Linked DNA regions of Oryctolagus cuniculus: region 2 is linked to region 1. Evidence: chromatin contacts called from public Micro-C data. All regions are on one chromosome and are shown on one strand. Each heading gives the region's core, a stretch centred on a gene start, on an enhancer-like site or on the middle of the called end of the contact. The rest is flanking DNA. Distances are from core to core; before and after follow the strand shown.

Region 1 (4,454 bases), core at 888-3,387:
ATTTTCTGATTCCCTGGTTCACATTAGCAGGAAGCTGGATGGGAAGTGGAGGAACTGGGACTTGAACCAAGTAATCTGATACTGGATACAGGTGAACCAAGTGGCAATTTAACTACTGTGACAAACATCAGCCCCTTTATACATAACATTATTTGAGAGGCAAAGAAACACACACACACACAGAAGTACGCTCCCATTCACCAGCTCATTTCCCAAATGCTTCAGTGGCATGGCCTGGCCTAGAAACTCAAGTCTCCCCTGTGAGTGGTAGGGACCCAATCACTAGAACCACCATTTGCAGCCTCAGGGGGTGCACAGGAGCAGGAAGCTGGAACTGGGGGCAGAGCTAGGACTCAAACCCAGCCTCCCATACGGGGCCTCTCAACAAATGTCTTAACCATGAGGCCCGATGGCTGCCTCTCAAATGTTGTTGAGTCTTTTTTTTTCATAATTGGTGTTTATGTTTAACGCATTTTACTAGTAAACATGGTACTTTTTTAGTCTAAACTCCAGAATATTTCCTGGAGGAGGGGGAAGGTGTGCTGAATCAGCATACTGTAAGGGAAGACAGCAATTGCCTGCCACAAATAGTTTGCAAGATGACAACATGAGAACAAAATGTGCTTTCAAATGCATCAAAAGGGAGCCGGGCAGTTTTGAAAGGGTGAAATGTTTTCATGACTTCTCATTGATTGTATTCAGCAGATATTTTGATTATCTTCCAAGAGACAGGCAGCCTCTTCCTACTTGTTCAAGGTTTGCTTCCTTTTGGTAAACAGAAATTTCCCAAGGCTGGGGTTCCTGCAAACGTAATCCAGGCCCCTTTCCCATTCAACTCTCCATTTTGAAAAACCAACCTCTCGTAGAAACACTGAAAGCTCACTGCTATACAGCCTTACGTAAATACTTTTTCTTTTCAATTGTTGTTTCCCCAAATATTTAACCAGCGTAAAAGGCTGACGAGGCTATGGTGAATTTGTGCACACAGCCCTAGCCTCCTGGGAGATTTAATCTGCTAGATCAGAGGTCACCTTTTTTTTTTTTTTTTTTTTTTTTTTTTTTTTTTTCCTGTAAAGTGTCAGATAGTAACCGTCTTGGACTTTGCAGGCAGCTACTCAAGCCTTCGGTCCTTAGTGAAGGCAGCGCAGACAATCCATATACAAACGGACCACGACCGCCTGCTAACGAATCTTTATAAGGGCCGCTGCATCTAAATCTCACCATATTTTCACGTGCTACAAAATACTGTTGGTTTCTCTTCAGCCATTAAAAAAGCGTAGGAAACTTCTTAAAAAGCCGTACACACTCAGGCAATAGTGGGCCTGAGGACGTCAAAGCCTTTCTGTGCGACTCTGTGAGTGCTCCGCACTCCCTGTGCGTTCCCGTGCAGGGAGCGCGCCCATTTCCCGGATTCGCACGGGACGCTAAGCCCCAAGCCGTCAGGAGCACGCGTCCTCCTCTGGCCCGCTCCGGGAGGCCAGAGTCCCACGCAGACCCACTCTGCAACGACCCCCAGGCCCCGCGAGGCGGTGCAGCGGGGAAAGGCCGGCACTCACCTGGCTCCGGCTCGCGTCTCCGGCGGCAGCGCTGCAGAGGCGACGGACAAGTGCGCGCCTGGCGCTGACCCGCCACTCCCCACCGCCTTCCCCCGCGCTCCGCCCAGGTAGGAAGCCGGCCAGGTAGGTGCGGCCCCCGAAGGCGCCCCTGCCCACCCGGGTCCGACGCAGCGGCCAGCTGCAGTCCGCGACGGGGCGGGACTGAGGCGGGGCTCCGGGGAGCGTGGCCTCGCGCGCGCTCCCGCAAGGCTCCGGCCCCCTTCCGTCGCGGGTGCGCGCGGCCAGACCTGCCCTGGCGCGTGTCTGCAGCGCCCTCGCCCGGTCGCTGCTGGTCCCGCCGCCGTGCGCGCCGCCCCGCGCTCCGAGCCGCGGCGAAGCTGCCACCCTGGGAGCCAATTAGCGCGCGGCGAGCCGGCGGCCACTTCCTCGTCGGCCCGGCGCGCGCCCGGGAGGGCTCCGGCCGCGGGCGGGGCGGGGCGGGCCGGGGCGGAGCGCTGGGCCCGGCCGCTCTGACCGCGTCCGTTCCTCGCGCAGCCGAGTCTGGGCGCAGGTCCTTGGAGGCGCTGGGTCTGCCAATCACACAAAAAGAAACTTTGGGGGCGTCCGCAGTGCAGGCTGACTGGGCGACCGGTTGGCTTTTCTCGTTGGGGTCTTTGGGAGTCACCGCTCCAGGAAGCGAGATGTCGAAGCCGCCTCCCAAACCAGTCAAACCAGGTAAGGCAGGCGCTCGCCGGGTCCTCCGGCCGCCTCGGTGCCCTGCGCTTCCTGTGCCACTTGGCAAGGCGGACCGGGCGCGTTCCGGCCCCGAGCCTCGCTTTCCCAGTCAGACTCCCCACCGCCGGGGTCCTTAGCTTTGCTGGATCACTTTTGGAGAGCAAAAGGATTTCGAGGATCTTAAAAAAAGAAAAAAAAAAAAACTTGTTAAAGAGGCGTCGCGCTGGGGTTTGCAACGTTGTCATGCGCTCCACCTTCTCGGGAGTGCGATGGCCAAGTCCCGTCGAAGCTGTCCAGGGAGCCAGGGCCGTCGATCGCCTTAGAAAACGGAAAACAGTGTGGCTGGGAAGGCTCCTTCGCCACTTCCTCTTTCTCGGTGCGTGTCACTGTCAAACTCCAGTTCTTGACCGGCCGGGGCGAACGGGAAGTGCGCGGCCCGCAGGGTGGGGTGATGAGCCGGCCGCCTGCGGGGCTCGGGAGCCTGGCGACGCTGGGTGGGGACCCCGGGGTCTGCGGTGGGGCGTCCGTGGGTCCCTCCGGGCTGCGGCACGGTCACCTCGGCCGTGGCTTTTCGCAGGTGCCGCGGTGGCGCGCAACCGCGTCCTCCGCCTCGGCCTCTCCAGGGGCTTGGGCGTGACGCTCGCCAACTCCTCCAAGCAGTTTTCTTGGCCGATTGTTCTTGTTCGTTTGTGACTCTCAAAGTATTCTCTGCGTTAGAGAGAAGCGAGAGCGTTTAAAAGGGGCTGACATTTCAATTCAGCACCGTTAACACACTCTTAGGGACAGCTGAGTGTGTATTAAGGGAAAGGTAGGAAAAGGTAGATAAATGACCCGAAAGACTCTCAATATTTTTTTCTTCCAGTCTTGTAATTTCGGAATAGCAAAGGCTGAAACTTAATCTGTTTACGTCAGGTTTTGAAGTGACTTCAGTAGCAAGAGGTAGTCGCGTGGGTTCATTATATTCCCTTGACCTTCCTAAATGTTGGGTAAGCTCTACAGCTTTAGTGATTGTGAGGTTGTCTTTCTTTTGAGATCATTCAGTGGCGGGCTCAGGTTCCTGTACTTCAGAACAGTCACCCTTGTGCAATAGTCAGTCCATGAAGGTTTCCAGTTTGGTCAGCTGGGTGTGAAGGCAGCTGCTGAGTCTGGCCACGCGGGGAGCAAAAGATGGGGCAAAGCTCTGCTTTGCTTGTGGAATCTGACGAGGAATTTGCATGTGAAGTATGTATGCACGAGATGTCAGCTTTCTAAACCCAGATGTAAATCAGGACCTCTAGTGTCCAACAAAGCAGAGTCGGTTTTTGATTGCTAAGCAGAGTGCTTTAAAGAGTGTTCTGAGAAGCAGTTCATCTCTCCAGACGTAAGTGATGCCTGTGTTGCATCTGGAGGGCAGCGATAGGAGTGTGTGTGTGTGTGTGTGTGTGCTGCCGCTGAGTGTGTGCTTGCTTGTGTATTCATGCATGCTTGGGTGTGGCTTACGGAATCATCCTGTAACTAGTTGAGTGCTCACTCCTGGGAACCATTTTTGTTGTATGATTTGAAAGGCAGATTGATACAGAGGGAGAAACTGAAAGAGAGGGAGAAAGGGAGAGAGGGAGGGGGAAAGAGAGAGAGAGAGAGAGATCGATTTTCCATTCTCTGGTTCACTCTTCAAATGGTCTCAACAAGCAGGGATGGGCCAGACAGAACCTAAGAACCAGGAACTCCATCCTGATCTCTTCACGTGGGTAGCAGGGGACCAGGTACTTGGGCCGCCTTCCACTGCTTTCCCAGGAGTATTAACAGGGAGCTGGGTTGGAAGTGGAGCAGTGGTGCTGCGGTACTCAGATAGAGGATCCCTGTATTGCAAGTATGGCTTAACCCACTGAACCACAATGCCTACCCCTCCCTTCCTCCTGAGTAACTCAGAAAGCACATAGTTAAATATGACTGCTGTTGTAGAGAACTTTGACTTCACAGTAAGTTGTCAATGAGATCCAAACACAAATACAGACATTATAGAAATCAGTTTTTTTTTTTTTTTGGGGGGGGGTGGCGCTGTGCTATAGTGGGTAAAGCCTCTGCCTGCAACGCTTGAACCCCATATGCACACTGATTCAAGTCCTGGCTGCTCCACTTCTGATCCAGCTCCCTGCTAATGCTCCTGGGAAAGCAGCGGAGGATGTTCCAAGTGGTTGACTCCCT
Region 2 (4,454 bases), core at 552-3,051, 130 kb before region 1:
AAGGAGTCATGCCAAAGGAAATCTCAATGTATTTTGGGGAGAGGGTGGAATAAGGCTTATGATAAACTCTGCCATAAGACATTTAAAACAACAGAAAAAAATCTGAGAAAGATGCTTTGCTGCAGTTTTAAAGGGTTTGGTGAATTTTGAGCCCTACACTTGGTGTCTCCATTCCGAAAGCCCCCTTGCTAGGAGAATAGCAGAAAAGGAAAAAAAGCACTTTGCATTCTTAAGTCTAGACCAACCTGCCCAACACTGTAACTTGAGCCATCAACATAAATTTATATTTTTCTAGTTGCCATAGTAAAAAAAAAAGGAGGTGAAATTAATGTTTTATTCAGTCCAACACATCCAAGTTATTTAACGTGAGGTCCAGGTAAAAATGTTCTAGTACTGTATATTTTTCTTTTAGTAACTCTTTGAAGTCGACTATTTCACACTTGCAAAAAACTGTCTCACCAAACCGGCGGCTGCCATACTGAACACCGAGGACCCAGTCGAGTCTTCTAGGGATTCTTAGCATCAGGCATGAAACGGGATCATTTCCCAAGGAGCAGAAACTCCCGAGATTCTCATGTACACTTTACCTGATGGACCAAATTAATGTCCAAAAGTGATCTTTTTAAGTAAGATTAAAGATCGTGAGTTGTTTTCCCCCAAATACAGCGGTGGGACCTGTATCACACCCTTAGTTCGACCAAACTGATGGCAACCGCAACGGCGACCGTCTTTGGAAAGCCGTCTCTCACGGCTTCCAGAATAATCATCGTTAAAACCAAGCAGGCGCATTGCACCTGGCTCCGAGGTTTGTCGCGGAGCTGAACCTCGGTCAACGTCCCCACCACGCTCCCGCCGCCCCCGCACGAGGGGCCACTTCCACCGCACCCGACGGCCTTTCCCGCACAAGGCCAGCCTAGCGGACTCTCGAAGTGCGGTCAAGGGTGGGCCCGGGGAGCCCTAACGTGCCGGCGGGGGCTGGCACCCATTCCAGAGGGGTGACCCCAGCTAGTCGCCTCTGGGGGTGCACAAGCCGAGTGTGACAACCCGTTTCACGCCTGCCGGGAGTCTGAGGGAAAGACGAACCCCTTTCTCCCCACGCACACCCGCAGAGGCTCCCAGGCCGCCCCCAGCCCCTACCTGGAGCGGTGCGGCCCCCCAGTCTCCCCGAGGGGACCCTGCGCGTCCCGCCCCATCGTCGCCACCGCCCCTCAGGGGCCGGGCAGCGCGGGACTCCTCCCCCGGGCCGTGGGGCCGTAAGGACGGCTGCAACAGCGACGGCTCGACGGTGTCCAGGCTGTGGTCCTCACGCTCCTCGCCGCCCGGGGCGCTGCTGTCCCCGCTGTCGCGGCGCTTGCTGGGCGAAGCCGAAGGCTCTGCCATGGCCCCCGCGTCGATTTTGCGCTTTCGGGACAGCCCAGGATGCGAAGCCCCGGGCGGCGGAATCCAGAGCGGCGGAGGCGGCTCCTCCGAGAAATCGCAGAGGAGCCGCTTCCAAGGCACGTGGAACGCCAGCGGCTCGGCCGCACGCCGCTTGGCCATGGGCCCAGAGGCTCGGGCGGAGCCGGCCCGGCGCGGGAGGCCGAGCGCCGATACCGTGGGGGCGGAGCGCGCGAGGGAGGGCTAGGCCGCGGTCGGCTGAGGAGGCCACAGGCAGGTGGACAGCGGGGAGGGGGCGGGGCGGCGCAGCCGGCGCGCGCTGCCCTCGCTACCGCGGAGGTGCGGCCCAGACGTTGGCGAGCAACCGCGAAGCGCAGGAGATTCGAACCTGCGCACGAATCTGCGCGCGCGCACTCGCGCCAGCCCGGCGGAGCCGCTGGTTGGTCGAGGTTTGCGGAGCGCGCTCCCGAGCGCTCCCTGGGCCGGAAGTGCGCACAGGGGGCGGGAAGCGGGAAGGCGGTGGCGGGCTGATTGAAGAGCCTGAGAGGAGCCGGCTGAGGGGCGTGGTCTTGTTTCCTTAGGGGCGGGGCGGGGCAGGGGCAGAGCGGCTTCCGAATAGGCTAAGAACTGTGCGTTCCAGAGCTTTCTGTGGGCGAGAGAATCCCTTTGAGGTGTGTGTGGTAGTCCCTGCTTGGGTCAGTGCCCTCGGGGCGGCTCGAGATTGAGGGACCAAGGTTATACACAGACTTTTTAACGTGCTGGTTAAGAATCTTTACGTTACTATCCCAAACCACCAGGGAGTTTCAAGGCTGAAGGAAGTGGCAATAGATAACGTGAAGGAAAAAAATGTAACAAAGTAAAAACGAAGTTAGTTTGGTGGCGGCTGCTGTGAAAAGTGGAGGCATTCCTCGAAGACATCCTACTTAGAAATTTGAAATTCCAGACACCATACGAAGCCATCCAAGATAGCTGGGTAGTTTTGGCAGGAAGCAAGCCTGCTCCTCTCTTTTCCAACTGAGTCCTAAAATTGTGTGGCTTCTAAATTATAGGGAAAATCCGAGTTCCCGTCGTACTGGGTGAGGTTGGCAGACTGAGATTCAAAAACTTGAGTGCGGCGCAGTTGTGTGTTGACACGCAGTGTAAAGATAGAGGCCCCTGCGGTGTAACTTGTATTTTTAACAGTTTGGCATAAAGACGGTGACCAAGTAAACAAAAATGGAAGAAAATAGGACTTATAAGTGCTTTGAAGAGAAAAGCTATGGTCTTCTGAGAAAAACAAGGACGGTTTCTTCTAGCCGGTAGATACTACCTAAATATTAATTACCCTTTGCCCTGACACCTCAAGGTGGCTGTGGGAGGATTGGTCAGTTACTTACTTCCTAGCAAGAGTAGAAATATATGGCTTTCTAAGGTAGGAAAATATTAGCTCTTCTGTTGTTTGAAGTTAATAACCCCGTTGTATGACACACAGGACGAATTTGCCGTTTTCAGTCCAGTTTCATGCTAGAGGGCAGATATTTTGTTGAAAGTCTTTGAAGGGCTCCTGCTCAAAGTCGATAGGGTGTGGTTTAGCTAATGGTTCATTGCTTTGTGTTTTCTTTCCATAGACTTTTTTTCTTGTTTTTTTTTTTTTTTTTTATCCAATTGTAAAATTTATCATGTGTGGTGGTTACCTGTTATCCATGCTTTCTGTGGTTTCAGTTACCTACAGTGGTCAACAGCCATCTGAAAATATTAATTGAAAATTCCAGAAATAATTCAGAACTTTTAAAAGTGTGCATTATGAGTGCTGTGATGAAATCTCATGCTTTCTTGCTCCATCCTTCCCAGAATGCGACTCAGCCCTTGTCCAGTGTATCCATGCTCTATGTGCCAGCTGCTATTCACTTAGTAATAATCTTCCTTCTCAGACTGTTGGTGGTGATATTGTGGCGTTTGTACATAACATTTAGTGCTATCTACTATTTCAGGTACCCACTGAGGGTCTTGACATACTCTTTTTGAAGGGGGAGTGTGGCTACTGTATATATACAATTGTTGTGTACAACATGCATGCTGTTAAAAAACTGATAGTAATAAATCCAGCGTTCCATTTCAGAAATAGAATATTACAAATACCAGAACATGACAATCTCCCTATGTGTCTCTCCCATTGGTAAATCACTTTTCTTCACTCCAGGCGATTCCGTTTTTAATTTTGATTAACATTATTCTTTTGTTTATTGTCTTTGTAATTTCCCCATCTATGTATATGAGACAGCTTTGAAAAGTTTGTGGGAAAATGGGATTTAAAAATAAAAAATATAAATTTTATTTCTCAACATAAACTTCACCTGAAGTTCAAAACACTTTTTTTTTTCACACTTTCTTTTTTTTGACAGGCAGAGTTAGACAGTGAGAGAGAGAGAATCAGAGAAAGGTCTTCCTTTTCCATTAGTTCACCTCCCAAATGGTTACCACTGCCAGCGCGCTGCATTGATCCAAAGCCAGGAGCCAGGCGCTTCCTTCTGGTCTCCCATGCGGGTGCAGGGCCCAAGCACTTGGGCCATCCTCCACTGCACTCTGGGGCTACAGCAGAGAGCTGACCTGGAAGAGGAGCAACCAGGACAGAATCCGGTGCCCCGACCGGACTAGAACCCGGTGTGCCAGCACCGCAGGCGGAGGATTAGCCAAGTGAGTCGCAGCACCTGCCTTCAAAACACTTTTGTTAATGATCATACCAGCTATTTAGTCCATTCCTGAAAAACTCAGTGTCCTGGGAATTATCTATGTCAATGCATTCCTTTTTGCATTGTGAACTAAAGAAAAATGGATGCCTTTTAAAGCAATTTTTTTGTTTTTTAATTAGGAAACAAAAAGAAATCAAGAGAAACCAAATCAGGACTATAAGGTGGTTGCTAATGATTTCTCATCAAAACTGTCACAAAAGTGCCCTGATTTGATGAGCAGAATGATCAGGAGCCTTGTTGTGGTGAAGAGCTTTGAAGGGGACGCTTTCTTGAGCATTTTTGTTAAAGCTTATAACTTTCTTAAAACTCTTAAACAGACTTACTGTTCTTTGGCCCCCCAAAAGTCAA

What was found. A called contact is a pair of places that touch in the nucleus more often than the background predicts.
Region 2: a contact with region 1 is called in a Micro-C map of ear pinna, with 3 times the contacts expected there. The contact joins the promoter of C1H9orf40 here to the promoter of OSTF1 in region 1. A contact is called at or near these places in 4 of 6 Hi-C or Micro-C datasets (ear pinna, psoas muscle, skin fibroblasts and 1 more).

The regions. Positions count from the first base shown.
Region 1 is chr1:155,171,664-155,176,117 of mOryCun1.1, reverse strand. It overlaps OSTF1 (osteoclast stimulating factor 1), which reads left to right and starts at 2,137. Exons shown (of 10, transcript XM_051846611.2): 1 at 2,137-2,270. The coding sequence starts at 2,237. NMRK1 (nicotinamide riboside kinase 1) reads right to left here and starts at 2,515. Exons shown (of 8, transcript XR_011379500.1): 1 at 1,557-2,515.
Region 2 is chr1:155,299,962-155,304,415 of mOryCun1.1, reverse strand. It overlaps C1H9orf40 (chromosome 1 C9orf40 homolog), which reads right to left and starts at 1,801. Exons shown (of 2, transcript XM_002708210.5): 1 at 1,138-1,801. The coding sequence starts at 1,539.